2 separate regions of the Macaca mulatta genome follow, and region 2 is linked to region 1. Evidence: chromatin contacts called from public Hi-C data. All regions are on one chromosome and are shown on one strand. The core of a region is the stretch at or near the end of the contact, and the rest is flanking DNA. Distances in the headings are between cores, read along the strand shown.

Region 1 (3,203 bases), core at 406-2,905:
CCCCGGCCACCCCTCACCCCACCTTCCAAGCCGGCTGTCCCTGGGACTGAGGTTAAGAGGCACCACCACAGAGAGGATGCCAGAGGAGGTGGCCTCCTCTGAGGGGACCAGCAGCTTGGGCGAGAGGTGGCAAGACAGAGCCCAGCATCTATCCTGAGGCCAGGAAGCACACACTCACCTGGAGCTGCAGTGGAGGCCTGCAGGCTGGCCCGCTTCTTAAAGGGATATTTGGCCTTGGGCTTGCCAGAGCCAGATGGATAGGATGCCATGGCTGGGACCACGGCGGCGACAGCGGGGGAGTCTGAGCGGCACCGGCTGGGGCCTGGCTCTGCCACATCCAACCCCTTCCTCCGCCCCGCCCCCAGCGGGAGTGACTGATGCAGGAAGCAGCGGCTCCGCAGGCGGAAGAGGCCCCGGCCACGATTTCTCATGTTGTCTAGGCAACCTCGGGGAGTGGGGCCTCCATCTCTGCCCCCTATCCCTCCCCTCCCTCCTCAGTCCCAGGAGTGACGTGACTGATGGTGGCTGGGCTTGGCGGGGGGCGGGGGAGGGAGTGGGTAGAAAAGAAGATGGGGAAGGGCCAGCCCCCAGCTCTCCACTAACCCACCAAGAGCCCTCACCCCATTATGCCAGGGCTCCAGGGCAAAGAAGCCAAAGTCCAGGCTAGCTGGTCCTTCCAGCTAGTCTGGAAGAAAAAAGAATAACAAATAGGAATTCAGCAGCGAGTGAGTCCAAGCTCAAACACAGTCCTCCCGGGGCAGGGCTGGCATACTCCGTGAAAACCCAGCACCCACTTTCCTTCCACATCTGACCCTCAGCTCCGGGGGTAGCTCAGCTCTGGGAGGAGGGGGAAGAACCGAGAATCCCAGCCCAGGAGGGAGGGGCCTGTCTTGGGAAAATTCCACCGTCGCCAAATAGCTACCTCCTAGGAAGGCAGGAAGGCCAGGAGACCCCCTTGTCTGGGGGTCTGGGACAGAGACCCTAGCCTCTTCGGATTTTTCCTCTGGCTCTGCACACTCTGGCTCTGCTCCCCAGGCCCTCGTAGGAAGAGCTGACCGCCTTCCCTACGTCCTGCCGCTGTGCTGTGACTCCCACCCTCTTGTCACCCTGGCCACAGCACTTCTCTGTCCCAGAGACCCTCCCTCCAACACACGTACACACACTCACCTGAAGCCATGGTGTCCGAGTTCCGAGGGGAGGCTGCCCACGAGGGTCTGCACAGCAGAAAGCCCGGGTCCTGAGAGAGGGCAGGGTGGTCGGGCCCCAGACTCCGGCCAAGTCACTCCAAGGGCCCCTGCCCTGGCACTGAGATGGGGAAAGTAAGGCAGTCTTTCAAAATTGCCAGCTGGCCGGAGGTGGACTCCCGCAGATCTCGGCAGCCAGACTGGCCTCAAGGCGACCCCGGTGTCGCGACCACCCAACCCCGCAATCGCAATCGAGAGACGGGTAGGCCACGTGCTCCCAAGGGAGCGGGACCCGGAACTCGTCCAGGTTTCTCGCAACACTCCCTGGGCATTCAGGGTCGGACTCCCGCGGCCGGACTGTGGGGGAGTCACGCAACAGGTGCGACCCCACGAAAATCTCGCCGGCTCCGCGCCAGGCTCTGCGGCCCTTGGCCCCGCCCCCGCCTGGCCCCGCCTCCGCCTGCCGACCCCGCCTCGCCATTTTTTTCTCTTCCTGGGCGCCACGTGGGCAGCCGCCACACCGCGGTAGGGCTGGCCTGAGCTGACCCTTGATCTTGGGGCAGTTTCGTGCGTCAGCTTCCTCATCCGTAAGATGGGGTAATGACAGTACCTCACTCAAAGGGGTTACTGTGAAGATTAAACGTAAAGTCCCTTTACCTAGTGCCTGGCACGAAGTCAGGGCCCAATGAAAGGTAGCTGTTGTTATCGTCCCAGGATTCATTTTAAGCAGAAGTCCTGCCCCTGCAATCTCACCTGGTCGTCTGTTTTCTTCCGGCCGGCATAGGTAGGAGGCTGTGCCCTGCAATTCTGGCTCCCCTTCCCACATTTCTGTATTTGGTGGTTAAGAGCTTTAACTCTAGCCAGAATGTCTGCGTTCAAATCCAGATTTCACCTACTTCCTGATACTGGACAAGTTACCTAACTTCTCTGTGCTTCTGTTTCTTCCGTAAAATGAGTGTAAGAGTACCTGCTTTATATGGTGGTTAAGATGAATGAGTTAATGTAAGTTAACTGCTTAGAACTGTGCCTGGCCTGTAGTTAGCACTTTTTTATTATTACCATTGCTTTAGCCTTGGCCTTGGTTCTCTATTGACACTCACAGGTTGATTCACTTACAGCCGTTCTGGGGTCTGCAGACATCCTATCCAACAAGCATCCCCACTGCCAAGGGGTAGAAAATCCGACCTAAAGGGAACTTGTGGAGGGAAGTCCCTAAGACTTCACTGAATATAATTAAATGCATTAGCAGGAATTAATCTCTTCCCTATTTTCCCTCTTGTGGGAGGCCTTTGCCCCCCAAACCCAGTTGTTCTAATGCTGTTTGTCTGGCTCCTCCCAGTTCTCACCACCCCCACAGCAGAGTTCCTTCCCAAACTCTGCCTGCCTCTTCTCTCCCCACGCTGGATTCTGGACTTTGAACCCTGTGCTCCACCTGCATCTGGTGCCACTTCCATTGATCCCTGTCTACTGTTCCCTGAACAAACTTAAAAAAACTTGGCCTCTTCACCTCACACAGAATCCATAGAACTAAAAAGAGAACAGAGATAACCAGGTTTACCTATCAAAATAGCAAAGACTAAAAAACAAAAAAACAAACACTAATGCAGGTGGCAAGGGTATAGTTAGTGAGATGGGAGACACACACACACGTACGTGTGCACACACATTACTGGTGGCCTTGAACACTGATATAATCTCTCTGAAAGCCATCTGGTAATATATAATCAAAAGTTTCAAAAAGGTTCTTATTATTTGACCCAGTAATCAATTTTCTGGAGTTTTTCTTAAAAAAGCTGCCAGAAAAATATGTATGCAAAAAGTTGCTCAGCACCACAATGTGTATTGCATAGGAAAGTTAGACACTTTAAAGGCCCAACAGTAGGGGAATGTTTATGGAAGATTCATACCATGAAATACAGCCATTAAAAATTGTTCTTGGAGAAATGTTTAATGATGTGGAAATGTTTACAATATAAAGTTAGGTAAAAGAATGGATGCAAAACACTATATACAGAATGG
Region 2 (3,203 bases), core at 366-2,865, 73 kb after region 1:
ATTACCAGAGCTTCTGCAATCTACAACCAACCAAATACGTTAAGAAGAGACTACCGGGGCACTTAGCATGTCCTAGAGTACAAAATTAGTCTTGGGTTACAATGGTACATTCTGTTCTCTGGAGCTTTATACCACGAAAATTTAGCACTTCCCCTAAAGTGACTCCTTTTCCTCAAAAATCAATTGTTTTAAAAAGTAAATTTCTATTGCTTACAGAAACCCCTACTCCTACTTATTCATCTCTAATGGAAATACTACCCTAGAAAATACTAATAATGAAATGTGGCTTGATTTATTAGTAAGCTAATGCCAGGATTCTTTGTATGATTTACTGAGCCTCTCAAAAATTTTAAAACTCATGTTGAGTAAAACACATCCGACTGCACAAAAAAAGCCACTTAAAACGACTATCAGATAATATAAACAGTAATTCCTGAAACCAATGGTTTTGCTTTGAAGAGGCCAAAATGGATACAACAGCCACCAGAAGTCTACCACAGTCTTTACAGTAAATATGTCCAACTCTGTAACTTATCCTAAGGTAACTATTCCAACTGCACATCATCTATAGCAACTGTTCAGCACTCTCCAATGTGTAATCTCTTGTTCACTATATCTTCTGCTACAAACCTCAAACAAATCATTCTTTAAATTTCTTTAGCTCACACCATTTCCGATCCTTTTATAAAAACAGAAGGCGTTATAAAACCTTGAAAATAAAAATGATAGAAAGCGGTGGAAAGGTAGAGATGGCCTCTGCACCCAAACTCTTTTCCTTTATACTTGATAATTTGTCATTTATCTCGTCTACCTACCTTCATGTTCCTGGATAATCCAGGGTTCCTCCAACAGTTCAAAAGGCTCTCTCATTAACAAATGTCAACGTCCTTATGTGACCATTCTGTTCCAGTCTCTATACCATCCATTCAAGCCTCCTAGCTTTATCCTGCCAAAGAACCACGACGCTCCAATCTCACAAACCATTACCAACACGCTCCAACCCAATGTAAAACCTTCCCGAGTATCAACTCTTCCTTTATGAGCTTTTCCCATATTCCTACTCCCTCAATATCCTACCTGCCCATACTCCCAAGTCTCTCTGCTAAACGCAATTCCAGTCCGGAGTCACACCCTCTATAGCCTAATTCCCGCAACCCCAAAACCCCACCCCCCTCATCACGCCCTCTGGGGCCTCAGCTATGAACCCCAACACCCCGCCCCACACCCGGCACGCCCTCCAGATCCCTTTAGAGTCCTTTTCGTCGGCCCGACTAGACCCCGTTCAGGCCTTCCAAGCGCCTAGGCTCTCCCGACCACCACTCAGTCCCCGCCTCCAGCCCCTCACCGAGTAGCAGCAGCTTCACTTCTTTGGCCGCTTTTTCCCCGTCCTCCCGTAAGTTGCGGTCGATCATCTTGCTTCGCTCCACTGCCGCCTTGTCTTCGGCGCTCAACGTGCAGCCCATGGCGGCGGCGGAAGAGGGGACACCTGCCCGGGCTCACTCACACACCGCGGGAACTGCGGCTCGGCAGGTTAAGGTAGCGTCTACTGCTGGGCGGCGGCCCTCTCCGTCAGCTCCCTTAGCGCCCTGAAGAACCGGATATCCGGCGTTTACGACACTTCCGGCGACGCCCCGCAGCCTTCACTGTTTAAACCACTCTCCTCGGGGAGAGGAGTTGAGACCGAAAGCGGAAGTCACGGGGACCTGGCGGCTAGGTTGGGCGGCGGATCTATAGTTTCGAGGTTCTGTTAAGTTCACTGCCCGCCGTCCAACTTGAAGCCTCATTTACCTTTCGGCTACCTGATTTGGATAAATGGAGAAAAACCGGGGCCTCCAACAAATAATGCCCTCCCGCGTTCAAAATGCCAGTTTTGGGGCGGAGATGTCTAAATTAAAGCCTACATCCCGCGCGGGAATTTCTGCTGATAATTTCTCTGCTGTTAGAAAACTCCTTTGATCTCTTGCTCTGGAGACTCGGGGCCCCTACCCAAGTTTGGGACACTGCCTCTGTTGGGGTTGTATCGGATCAATGGAATGGGAACAAGCTGCCCGGCCTGGGCGCCGTTCACGTCTCACATCTGAGACCGTAACACCGACTGTGTTCAGGACCTTAGCAATATCTTTTTGCCCTCTCTGGCCCACTGACTCCTCTCAAAATGTCCCCTGGTCCTTATACCTTTCACGTTTTTTTGTGGGCTTGAGATTTGCTTAACTCCTATGTTGGCAAAAGGCCACATGAAATCACTAGCAGATACTCGATGACCTTAAAGTTAAGCCTGTAGTTCCTCCATAAAATTTCCATGCTGCCCTTCTCTCCAGTATAATTCATATCTTCCTACCTTAGGGTCTTAGAACTAAAACCAAGATAAGTCAACTTCAGTTCCACACCCTGAAACAAACCAATGCATCCTGTGAATCTCCTATTAAAATTTCCTGTTGCGATTACATACAAAAGGAGAAATTCTAGTAAAATTTGCCTCTCAGCCCTATTCTCACCTGAAACTTAAGTCCACTGTGAAAGCCCCAGGCCGATAGCATCTTTCACTAATAACCCTGGATACTGCGTGAAGGTAGTCGTAAATGAACTTTTCAGGCAAATAAGCCCATAATTACTATACATTCTAGGGAAGGGAACTCAGTCCCTAAAACCTTTCCCTGTGATTGTAAATTACTTTCTTTCTCTAATAGAATCTGAACTTGAGAATGTAAGGTCCCAACAGAGAGGGCTATATAGTGATGATTCATTAATTAGAAGGATTTAATTAGAGGATTAGAGCCACTTTAAAAAGCCTCGTCCACCATAACTCTTAGCAATGCCAATTCTTCAAGGTTTGAATAGTCCCCCAGTCATTCCCAAATGACTGTTAGAATGAAAGGGACCGCTTTTCCATTATCAATACTTTTGGGGAAAAAGGGCAAGAGGAAAGGGAAGTAAAACCAATATTTATTGAGTACCTATTTGCCAGATATGGCTAGGTGCTTCCACATCCCATCTCTTAATCCTCACAACAACCCTGTGAGGTAGGTAATAAAGATCCCCATTTTTACAGGTGAGGAAGTAGGCTCAGAGAAATTAAGCAGCTTTCCCAACTTCACACAGTGAGTAAGTAGATCTCTCTGACCCCAGAGTTACCTTTTTCTATCATGCCCCTCTACGATATTGCCTGGGGACACCTGACAACAGAAAGTCTAAGGTTTTCATCT

The links. A called contact is a pair of places that touch in the nucleus more often than the background predicts.
Region 2: a Hi-C map of fetal cortex germinal zone shows a contact between it and region 1, with 2.0 times the contacts expected there. The contact joins the promoter of GNAI3 here to the promoter of GNAT2 in region 1. A contact is called at or near these places in 8 of 14 Hi-C or Micro-C datasets (CD4 T cells, blood, cortical neurons and 4 more).

The regions. Positions count from the first base shown.
Region 1 is chr1:130,583,637-130,586,839 of T2T-MMU8v2.0, forward strand. GNAT2 (G protein subunit alpha transducin 2) reads left to right here and starts at 1,656. Exons shown (of 9, transcript XM_015147829.3): 1 at 1,656-1,968. AMPD2 (adenosine monophosphate deaminase 2) reads right to left here and starts at 1,614. Exons shown (of 19, transcript XM_077951953.1): 1 at 1,168-1,614; 2 at 179-685. The coding sequence starts at 431.
Region 2 is chr1:130,656,321-130,659,523 of T2T-MMU8v2.0, forward strand. GNAI3 (G protein subunit alpha i3) reads right to left here and starts at 1,616. Exons shown (of 9, transcript NM_001265973.1): 1 at 1,346-1,616. The coding sequence starts at 1,463. GPR61 (G protein-coupled receptor 61) reads right to left here. Exons shown (of 3, transcript XM_028830637.2): 3 at 2,927-3,203.